2 separate regions of the Pan troglodytes genome follow, and region 2 is linked to region 1. Evidence: chromatin contacts called from public Hi-C data. All regions are on one chromosome and are shown on one strand. Each heading gives the region's core, a stretch centred on a gene start, on an enhancer-like site or on the middle of the called end of the contact. The rest is flanking DNA. Distances are from core to core; before and after follow the strand shown.

Region 1 (6,175 bases), core at 2,432-4,931:
AATAAGATCCTGAAAAAACAGGGATCAAGAGGGCCAGGCGTGGTGGCTCATGCCTGTAATCCCAGCACTTTGGGAGGTGGAGGCGGGCAGATCACGAGGTCAGTAGATCGAGACCATCCTGGCTAACATGGTGAAACCCCATCTCTGCAAAAATACAAAAAAAAATTGGCCGGGTGTGGTGGCAGGCGCCTGTAGTCCCAGCTACTCAGGAGGCTGAGGCAGGAGAATGGTGTGAACCTGGGAGCAGAGGTTGCAGTGAGCCGAGATCATACCACTGCACTCAGCCTGGGGGACAGAGCGAGGCTCTGTCTCAAAAAAAAAAAAAAAGAATAAAGAAAAAGCACCCAGGCTTATGTTTACAACTTGTCTGCTGGGGATCCTGAATGATATACTGTGGGGGCCACATCCGTGTCTAGCAATGACCCTTACTGGAACTATCAACAGGACCAGGTTGATCTAAGAAAAATCATATGGTGACTTGTTTGGTGGAGGGAATGAAACAATATACCACTAAGCCTGCGAACTGTAATAAAATAAGAGAAATAAGAAAAGGATGAAAACTCAGCTTTGTTTCAGGGGCACCTTTGTGGAGGACCTAAGAACATATACTAACATTGATCTCAGTACTGATGCTGGCCAAATTTTTCTAGAGACACACTTTATTAGCCAGTCAGAACCTGACATAAGAAGAACATTACAGAAATTGGCTTTGGAACTCTACACACCTATTAATGAAATGTTTGACATGGCTTTTGGGGTATTCAATAGTAGGGACAGAGCTAAAATGGCTGAAATGACCCAGAATGGCAAAAAATGGGATAGACAGCCAGCCCAAATGATTAGCAGTCACTGTAAACAGTGCCCTGCAACCTCAGGGTCACCCAGGAAGACGCTTCACCGCAGACCAAACAGGCTCAACAGCAAACCTGCAGGCAACGGTTGCTGCTCCAAGTGTGAGAATTCAGGACACTGGAGAAAGGACTGTCCCAGCCAAGGGAGCCCACCCAGACCCTGTCCTCACTGCAATCAGGAGGGACATTGGAAAAGGAATTGCTCTCAGCTCTGAAGGGAGAGGAGGACACCCAGTGCCGTAATGGCCATAACTGAGACTGAAGGGGCTTGAGGTCCCCGGCAGCTCCCATAAAAGGCATGGTCAACACAATTGAGGAGACTCTTGACGTGGCAGATTAGAATATCCTTGAATTCATTCTTTGACAGTGTCAAGAGCCTGGACACTGGCTGGGGTCAAGGTCCCACCGGCACCTGGGAAACCCCCAGCTCACTGGTATCACCTGGGCTGCAGCAGCACCCTGCATTAATAGTCATCCTTGGCTTTGTCTCTGACCTGGCAACTTATTTCTTTAGTCTGTCCTACATTGAAAATACTGAGAAAGAGAAGAATTCTTTTTTCATTCTGAAGGACACAAATGCATCCTAAGACTGAACATTTGATTGAGTTCTGCAAATGGAAAGGAAAACACATAGCAGCCTCCTCAGTGTGAGTATTATCTGTGCCTCTGCCACAAAGGTGTGATAAAATGGCTCAGCTAATTTTCTTGCTGGGGATACTGATGATCACAGAGCAGGAGAGGTGGTTTCCCTCCAAAACCACACTGAACAGCATGCTGTTTTCCCCTCCTTTTTTTATTCTTGTTTCTTCTTAAGCAAATGTTTTTTATTTTAGCAATAGAATTCAGTTCAGTAACATCTCTGAGTGTTACTTTGTGCAAGAGAACCAACGGCATGTGACAGAAACCCTGGTTTCTCTAGCGTGCCTGGCACAGCGTGTTACCCTGAGCCTTGGTCCCAGGTTGCTGAAGTCTTGGATTAGTGTGGGTCTGACCAGTTAGCACACTCCTTTTTGGATGCCTTCTTACATTCACTCCAGCTTTCGTCAAATAACTATCCCCACCCTAGTTTCTCTAAAGCAGTTCTAGTTTGTACATTCTTTCCTTTCCTCCCCACAAATTACTACAAAACCAGTGTCAGGTAGTTTCCTATCAATTAATTCCCAAATTAGCATTTCTAAAGTCTACTTTAACATTTTCTTCCTTTCACCTTTTCTGACTCAACATCAATGTCTTCCTTTCAGATATCACCAACCCCCACCACCCTCCCCCAACCCCTAGCACTAATTGGTTAATTGTTTCTTCAGTTGCAGAAAAATAGAAAGATCTAAATGGAGGACTTACAAAATATGGAGCTCTTAAATAACGGACTTGGAATTGAGAATTATTACAAGCCATTAATCATTATAGGTCTCCCCGGAAATGAATGAATGAGAATTTATCATTGCTCTTATTAGGTACGTGCCTCCAAGACTTCTTCAGGAGGATTTTCTGAAGCCCCAGGTAAGCGTTTAGGCATTGAGATGAAAACAAGCATGAGAAGCCCCACTTTGCCAGTGTGTGCGTATGTATCTGTGTGTGAGAAGAGACTGGGGGAAGGCGTTGGGTGTGGGGTGGGGACTAACGGACGTGGTGGAGTGTTAGGTCCTCTCTGGTGTGTGTGTTTAGTGCGCCATCTGGTGACTGAAGCTCACAGAGGGAAGAAAGCCTGAGGTCCTAGGAAGACAGGCACAACTCAGGGTTGGGGTGGCTCCTCACCGTCAGTTTGAGGTTGCTAAAGTGGCTGTATTTCAGCTTTACCAGCGCACAGGTGACAAATGTTGTGCATATCATGGAGAGGTTTGTGTAAGTCATGACTTATTCAAGAAAAAGAATAAAGGGCTTTAAGGACCTATTGAGAAAAGCAAAAAGTACAGTTACACAATTATCCCAGACGGTAGGACTCTAAAAGTGTAAGTACTCTGGTTGAACAAATAAATGAAACTCTTCTATGAATGTGGGAAATGCAAAAAGGAATTGAAGGAAGGGAAGAAACTGAAGGTATGAGTAGAAAATTAAAGAGAGAGGCAAGATAGCATCACGCTTTGTAGGCTGTTCTAAACCTGGGTTCAAATTTCAGAGCTACTGCTTACCTTTTGTGGGACAATAGGCAATTTATTTAAACTCACCAAGCCTCAGTTTGCTCATCTATAAAATGAGGATCATTCTATTTACTTCCTAAGGATACTGTGAGGGTTAAATAAAAGAATTCACAAAAATACTAAGCCCAAAGCTTCACATGTAAATGCTCAATAAATGGTAGTTGTTATAAGCAGAGAGAAGAGAAGAGGAAATGAAAAGCCAGAAGGCAGAAAGCTCAGTAAGGATAGTGTAGGACGCATTAGAAAATTATGAGAAAGGAAGTAACATCTAGGACCCTCCAACTTAGCACAAGGCTAGGTTGATCAACCCAACAGGTGAATACCACGAAGGCTGCAATCTATGACTCCAGTGGACAGAGGGTCTCTGCCTGAAGCCCACTTTTGTTATTATCCTTACAAGTGTCTGAGAGAATGCCACAGCAGGGCTGGCCATCCTTCTTGGTACCCCTGGGACTTCAAAGTGTGGCCGGGCAACTCTATAGTTAACCTCTATACAGGACTTTCTCAGTTCCATGCTCGTAGCTTATGTGAAAAAAGTCAAATGTGACCAGGGCAAGATGGGGCTGATCAAGGCATAACAACTAGGGATGAAGTTTGATCCAGTGAGGGACGCTATTAGCATGACTGAGCTGGCAAGGAGGTTTCTGAGAACCCTGGCTTGCCACTGTTGGTGGCAGTTAATAGTGACGTGGAGAGTCAGCTCGCCCAGCATGGCCGGAAGAAATATCCACGTAACCTGAGACCCCTTCCTTCTCCACTGAATCCTTATGGCAGACTCAGGAGGTAGAATCCCAAAGCTGCCTCACTCTCTCTTTCGGAACCTGATAAGTCTACTTCTATGGATTGCCTAAAGCCCTTCAGACATCTAAAGTCTCTGCAGAGGAAAATATTGCACTACACACACACACACAAACACACACACTCGGGACCTCCAAGGGAGCCCTTAGTCTACCATCTGCAGCCAGAGCTTTGAAGCTAGAGATCATAATGCCTGTTCCCTGATGTAATAGTCAACTGCAATCTCGACTTGCAGCCATTGCCTGCATTTCTAACCTTTTACCAGCTTCCTTCCATGCCGAGGAGAAACTAGGACCAAGAACACAGTAATATGATCCCCAATTAGCATAAAATATAAACAACCTAGTCATGTTTTCCATGGGCTTTTCCAACCTCAAACTAAAAGCACAAAGCAGGGAGAAAGATATAAGAATATACACATGGAACTATAAATACATATATACTGTCTGTGTCGGCACAGCCAAGCACCCTGACCCAAATGAGTATCTGTCTCTAAGAAAAGCATGTAGCCTGATGCAGAAATCGGAGAATTTTCTCCTTCCAAAGTACAGTGTAAGAACAGACTGGAAGAGAAGTTACCCCGATTACTTGGTTTGGAAGGGGTTAAGGCACCAGTCATCCTCTTCTAAAGTGATTTATGATGATGTGTGGAGTTTAAAAACTTTCCCCCACCCCAAAGAACAGCCCTCTCACTCCTCACTGAGTCCACTCTGAACGTGCTAAAATGGGAAGGAGGCGGTGTTCTGCTGATCTGTTAAATTCTTAGTGAAGTGTCCTTGATTTCCAGTGGCTGCTGTTGTTTGAGTTTGGTTTGGAGCAAAACTGAGGTAGTCCTAACATTTCTGGGACTGAATCCAGGCAAGAGAAAGAAGAAAAAGAAGAAGAAAAAGAGGAGGAAAAAGGTAGGGAGAAATAAAGGGAGGAGAGAAGCATAGTGAAAGAAAAAAAAAGTCCCTTTTCGACATCACATTCCTGTGTTTTCCCTCAGCCTGGAAAACATATTAATCCCAGTGCTTTTACGCCCGGAAACAAAGAGACTAAGCCAGACTGTGGGGGAAAGGGAGATAAGAAGGATCCTGGAACTTTAAAGAGGGAAAGAGTGAGATTCAGAAATCGCCAGGACTGGACTTTAAGGGACGTCCTGTGTCAGCACAAGGGACTGGCACACACAGACACACGAGACCGAGGAGAAACTGCAGACAAATGGAGATACAAAGACTTAGAAGGACAGCTCCTTTCACCTCATCCTACTTGTCCAGAAGGTAAAAAGACACGTCCAGAAGGTAAAAAGACACAGCCAGAAAGAAAAGGCATCGGCTCAGCTCTCAGATCAGGACAGGCTGTGGATCTGTGGCGGTACTCTGAAAGCTGGAGCTGCAGCACACCCCTTTTGTATTGCTCACCCTCGGTAAAGAGAGAGAGGGCTGGGAGGAAAAGTAGTTCATCTAGGAAACTGTCCTGGAAACCAAACTTCTGATTTCTTTTGCAACCCTCTGCATTCCATCTCTATGAGCCACCATGTAAGTGTGTAATCCTTTCTGTCTTTGATCTGTTTATTTGTTTCTTTATTGCTTATTTTGAAGGAATGAAATGTGAATGTTGTCATAATTAATATGCTAGTTTGCATTTTCTTTGGAGCATCCAGAGCATTAGTTGAAACAGTACAAGCATGCTGACTGGGAAACTGAATTGGATTTCCTGCTTAATGTAACTGTCTCTGTTAAACACTAACAAATTATAGGGGATTGAAAGTAACAGGATCTCATCCCATTTTCCATCTCCTGACCTCCCTCCTTCTCTCTAACCAACCTTTTCCCCTCCCCTTGGCTGAGATACAGAAAAAGAAAATGACCAGCTCTGTTTCCAGTTAAATAATTTTCTTTCTTTTTTCCCCCTCCCCTTTGTTTTATGACCTCCGTGCATCGCAAAGTGGATTACACAATGACATGGAGAATGGGACCCCGTTTCACTATGCTGTTGGCCATGTGGCTAGTGTGTGGATCAGAACCCCACCCCCATGCCACTATTAGAGGCAGCCATGGAGGGCGGAAAGTGCCTTTGGTTTCTCCGGACAGCAGTAGGCCAGCTCGGTTTCTGAGGCACACTGGGAGGTCTCGCGGAATTGAGAGATCCACTCTGGAGGAACCAAACCTTCAGCCTCTCCAGAGAAGGAGGAGTGTGCCCGTGTTGAGACTAGCTCGCCCAACAGAGCCGCCAGCCCGCTCGGACATCAATGGGGCCGCCGTGAGACCTGAGCAAAGACCAGCAGGCAGGGGTTCTCCGCGTGAGATGATCAGAGATGAGGGGTCCTCAGCTCGGTCAAGAATGTTGCGTTTCCCTTCGGGGTCCAGCTCTCCCAACATCCTTGCCAGCTTTGCAGGGAAGAAC
Region 2 (5,756 bases), core at 2,368-4,867, 95 kb before region 1:
TGCAAGACTCAAAAAGATAAGTTTATAGTGAAATAAGAATCCTCCAACTTACATATTAGAGCTTCTGCAATTAAAGAAAAACAGAAATCAGGCTGGGCGCAGTGGCTCACGCCTGTAATCCCAGCACTTTGGGAGGCTGAGACAGGTGGATCACCTGAGGTCAGGAGTTTGAGACCAGCCTGGTCAACATGGCAAAACCCCATCTTTACTAAAAATACAAAAATCAGCTGGGTGTGGTGGTGGGTGGCTGTAATCCCAGCTACTCAGGAGGCTGAGGCAGGAGAATCCCTTGAACCCAGGAGGCAGATGTTGCAGTGAGCCGAGATGGCACCACTGCACTCCAGCCTGAGTGACAGAGTGATACTCTGTCTCAAAAAGAAAAAAAGAAAAAGAGAAATCTATGGGTGAAGACAAATGGAATGGCAATACCTTGGAGTAGCATTTACTAATTCAAACCATATAAACCATACTAAGGTTGTCAGCCCAGAGGGGAGTCCATCTGCTATGTAGATGAGAGAATGTGACCAGGAAAGTCAGGACACAAAGCCATGATTCTTTCAACTTTTTGGCACTTTAATAAAGGAATTGCATGTCCTGTCTTCTCCATGAACTCAGCAAAGCTACAACTAAGCTCCTCATCTTGAGAGTTCACCATGTGCCCACTTTGACCTATGGATGGGCCCCTTGGCACTCTACCTTTTCAGTGTCCTCAACTGCACAAGCTTCCTGGGCTGCACTGACTGCTGTACCCAGGCAATTTTTTGGGAGCTCCAATGTCTTGTCTAGCACATGACCTGAGGCTGTAGCATGTTCTTTCAAGTATTAGTGCTAAAGAGGTCCCATTCTACTTTCTCTGACTGATCAGGTCACTGTTTTCAGCTACCTGGCCCTTCTAAGTCAGGGTCACTAGAGTATCAGGAGGTTTGTAACTTCTTCATTGGTGTCTTGTGTTTTCCTGTCTTTGAACTTGAGGAAAGCTGGCCCTGGATGTTCACAACATCAACCAAGCAATGAAAACCACAGCACCCTACAGGAAATTCTGCATTTCTCTCAAAACATGCAAAACACAAAATTGGGTGGAACCACAGAAGGTTATGGATAACTCACTACAGTTTGGACTTTCAAAGGTAAATGTAATATCTGACTCATGGCTATCACTTCTGGGAGATTTTTCAGGAGAGATATCTATGTTTCTGAAAGTCTGTATGCTTGCCTTTATTTTTTCTAACTTACTATAAATTCTTGTCAGTTCTGGTCATTTTGGTTAAACTTGTTTCTACTGTTACTTGTTCATGCTGTCGACTAATAAAAAAGACAGTGTTTTTAAGACTGTGCTTCATGGAGCCCTACGGGCTTGAAAAAGCATTTCAGGAGCTATTTTGGGGCCAGGGAGAGGCTGAGTGAGTCAGGAACCAGATCATGCTGTTTCTGTCACCACATACAAACACACACACACACAAACACCCACACAGATACAATACCAAGTATAAAATCAGACACAAAGTCCAATAAAAATAATCCCTTGTATATACTATAAATAATATGTATTATATATATGCGTATATATACATATGTGTATGTATATATCTATATGTATACATGGTATATATACATATATACTATGAGGTTGTATATATACTATGCCTCACATAGTATATACACACATCTATAGTATATATGTATATATACTCTGTGTGTGTGTATATATATATTTGTTTTTAAACAATGAAACTCTACATAAAACTTTGGAGAAAAGAGTTCATTAATTAAAATGAGTTTGAAAATCTCTGGGTCAACTATCCAAAAATGTGTATATAGTTGAATACAATCCATGAAATCCTAAGTAATATACCAGTAGAGAATAGAATTTGCAAGATTACATTCCTTTTAATCAAGTTCTGTGTGCATTAGAAAGAATTTAGTACAGACAAAAAACCATGCTCATTCATTTAGACATTCATTCTGCTACTATTTACTGACACTTTTTTTGTATGTGTTCCAGGCCCTGGGAAAACTATCCTACTTTTGTGAGATACTATTGTTCTACCTGTAATGCAAGTGAACAGATCTTAATAAGGACAAATACAATTTTTTAAATGTTTACCATATTTTCTCATTTGTTCCTTTCGTCAAGCATTCAACCTGCCAGGTAATTATTATTATCTGCTTGCTTCAAATAAGGAAAGTAAACCTCAGAGAAATTAAGCAATTTTTTCATGGTCACTCATCCAGTAAATAGCCTTTCAACTCTTTCCTAACCCTCTCCAGTTTGTCAGCTTAGCTGTGGGAGCTCAGACAGGGCACACTCTCTCTGAGCTCAGCTGAATCACATATAAAATATATGTAATATCTTTCCTATCTTATATAGTTGCAAAACTTTAAAAGAGCTAATATGTGATAGTGCTTTTCAAGGCAAAAATCAAACCATATTATACTGGTACCAGGTGATGAATTATTTTTACTGGACTTTGTGCTTGATTTTTCTACCCTGGGCTTTGCTAATCAGAAGGTCAGAATCAATCATTATACAACTATGGATCAAAAGCAAGGCATGGGCAATTGAAAAGACCACAAGTTAGAACAATGCTTCTCAAAATATCTGGGATTAAAAACCAGCTAGTTCTTTTAAATTCCCAGTTCCTCATGGATGAATACACAAAATATAAACACCTCTTTTTTGTCATTAGCTTTAAGGGATTTAAAATTATTGCATTCTAAATGCAATTCTCAATTTCGGTATGAATCTTGTCATGAACTGATAAGAAACAGTTGTCAGTAGTCTGTGAACACACTTTCAACACTACTGGGTTAGGATATCCTCAAACTGGTTGAAGTTTGAATTTTCAAAATTTTTTACAGAGTTGTCCTTGAACCTACAAATATGAACCAAAAATCAGCCCCCAAAAAAAGAGAATGGGAGAAGAAAAAAGGTTCTTCACACTCTATATCAGGTTCCCTAGTCTAGAGAAATATAAAGGGGAAATTTTGTCCAAAAGCAGTCATTTCATGATTTATGTAATAGAGATGCTCCAACCAAGGACACCATAAAACCAATTTGCGTAAAGCAGGTTTTATGTATATCCATCAGAAAACTCCTCTAAATGCTTCAACTAAAATTGAGATGTAGTTGAAGGATTTTGCTTTCTCCTCTATAGAGTGAGAGGTTATATTAATATTCCTTCTAATATTTTGTGCTTTTGCATTGGAAGCTAACTCAGTGCCTGGGTATTAGAACAAACCAGCAGAATTTCTCTGGTAGGAACTTTCTGCCCAGAGACCTCTGTTCTATTGCTGTTCCCTTGCTGTTACTCACAACCGCGTGTAACAATCTCATACCTTAGTTCTCTTCTCTTTTCCTGATATTTAGAATGCCTAGTAGAGCCGCAAATGGCATGTCATATTTTGTCAGGAGATGGCATTGACTAATGTGTGCAGAAAACACCCCTGAGTTAGATACTTTGAGTCATGTACAATGAGCAGTTCAGTACTTAACACTTCACAAAGCTCAAAGCTGTTTACATGAAATGTATATTTTTGGCTTCTGGTAGTCTATGCTGCTATTACGGAAGGTTATAGTTAGCAGGTTTAAGAAATATATTTTTGGGCTTTCTAGAATGAATAATTTGAATGGTACCAGCAGCAATTCTTTGTGAGCTGAAGGCTTGATGCAGTCTCTTAGGACCTGTCCTTTTAGAAGTAAGAGCGGGTTCTTAGAGGCCACATCCTGCCTTTCAGATAGAGATATCAGCTTCTACCAGGAATAGTTCCTTTCATACTACACTTAAGTAGGCAGTGAGAATAATTAGCACGATTGAAACTACCTTTGCAAAATTATGACTGAGACAGCGAAAGAGATCTAACTTAACTGACTCCATCTTGCTTCTAACCTCCATGCTGTCTTTTTCATTCCTGGGCGTAGGACGAACTAACTTTGAGAGAAATTTAGTTTATAGTTTAAAAAAAAAGATGGTAACAGCCCTTTCCCAAAGCAGACCTCCTTCTTGCCTGGGGACTAGACCAATATTAGCCAGAAGGTTAGAAATTACGGTTTAGGAGTCTTGCAGCTGGAGGCTATAAGAATCTGACTCCCTAAACTGCTCCTAAGATCAGTGCTTGAGATACTTTGCAGACCCTGCACTTGATGGATCAGCTGGCACCACTCAAATCAATAAACTGGCTCATCTGATCTTGTGGCACCCACCCAAGAACTGACTCAGCACAAGGAGACAGCTTCGACTCCCTGTGATTTCATCCCTGTCAACCAGCACTCCTGGCTCACTGGCTTCCCCCCACCCAACCAAGTTATCCTTAAAAACTCTGCTCCCTGAATGCTCAGGGAGTTTGATTTGAATAATAATAAAACTCCAGTCTCCTGCACAGCCGGCTCTATAAATTACTCTTTCTCTATTGCAATTCCCCTGTCTTGATGAATCGGCTCTGTCTAGGCACCGGGCAAGGTGAACCCCTTGGGTGGTTACACTAGCATTGGTTTTTGTTTGCCACTGCAGCATTAATTATGTGTTTTTTATGGCAATAGAAATTTTTTTTTACTGCCCTTCCTCAATGTTACATGAAGACATATTTCACAAGTAGGCCAAGTACAAAGTAGGAATAGAAGCTAGAATGGAATCATAGACCAGATTCTTACATAGATCACATCAGCCAGGCTGAGGCTCCATCTGTGTGCATGGCATGGCACGGCACAGCTGCGTTGGTTGCTTATAGCTAGCATCTGTTCTGATTGGTTGGTGCCTGTGCCTTTTCAGTTGCTCAGAGTTTTGAATACCAACCCTGAGTACACAGTTATCTCTGAAAGCTAAAATGGTGAAATATAACACATAATGAATGCAATGAGCCAGCTCTAGACACAACCAAGAGAATTCCCATAAATGGGAACCTGAGAAAGTATAAAAGCACTTAATTGAAGGTGTAAATGAAAGAAAGCAGGTTTGAAATGCAACCAAAACAAAGCCCACACATAGACAACTGTATTTATAAGTTGTTTCTAAATGGGAATGGAACAGTGTTTTTCCGGGAACCTAGGGAACAGTCTTTCTACGGCTACTTTTCTCATGTGAGAAAACAGATATTTAGCAGAAAACCAGAAAATGTTCATTTGCTTCGGTGAACTTTTATTCCAAGTTTCAATGAGGGACCCTGTGCAGCAGGCTTGGGACACGGAGACCTCCCTCTGCTGCCTTTAAAGAAGGTCATTTAAAAAAAAAATTCCGTTTTTTTTTTTGTTTGTTTTTTTAAAGACGGAGTCTCGCTCTGTCGCCAGGCTGGAGTGCAGTGGCCTGATCTCGGCTCACTGCAACCTCCGCCTCCCAGGTTCAAGAGATTCTCCTGCCCCAGCCTCCTGAGTACCTGGGACCACAGGCGCCTGCCACCACGCACAGCTAATTTTTGTATTTTTAGTAGAGATGGGGTTTGAGCATGCTGGCCAGGATGGCCCCGATCTCTTGACCTCGTGATCCGCCCGCCCCAGCCTCCCAAAGCGCTGGGATTATAGGCGTGAGCCACCGCCCTTCTAACTTTTCTATTGTACCACACTGATAGCAAGGAAGGGCGGTAGGAAAGCCTGCCAAGGAAAGGGAGGACCGGCCTGCATATTCTTAAGCGCTGTGGGACACTGTTCTCTAGACGTTTCCCATCCCATTGCTCTCTCAGGGAGGGATGAGCCACGGCCAGGAGCAGCTCCTGGTCATCTACTGTACCACGTGTGCAGAGGGAAGACACACTCCCAGAGAAGAAAA

What was found. Hi-C and Micro-C count contacts between places; a contact is called where the count stands out from the background.
Region 2: a contact with region 1 is called in a Hi-C map of stem cell-derived neural progenitor cells, with 6 times the contacts expected there. The contact joins the enhancer-like site here to the promoter of CCDC80 in region 1. A contact is called at or near these places in 3 of 7 Hi-C or Micro-C datasets (blood, induced pluripotent stem cells and stem cell-derived neural progenitor cells).

Annotation. Positions count from the first base shown.
Region 1 is chr2:115,976,301-115,982,475 of NHGRI_mPanTro3-v2.0_pri, reverse strand. CCDC80 (coiled-coil domain containing 80) reads left to right here and starts at 3,681. Exons shown (of 8, transcript XM_001156251.7): 1 at 3,681-5,307; 2 at 5,718-6,175. The coding sequence starts at 5,729.
Region 2 is chr2:116,072,117-116,077,872 of NHGRI_mPanTro3-v2.0_pri, reverse strand. It overlaps LOC104005683 (a long non-coding RNA gene), which reads left to right. Exons shown (of 5, transcript XR_679118.4): 3 at 1-1,127; 4 at 2,003-2,149; 5 at 4,130-4,377. Among named protein-coding and RNA genes, the nearest start is that of CCDC80, 96 kb to the right of the region's middle. Within about 2 kb of position 3,617, at least 1 of the 24 cell types and tissues checked has an H3K27ac peak or open chromatin away from gene starts, as enhancers often do.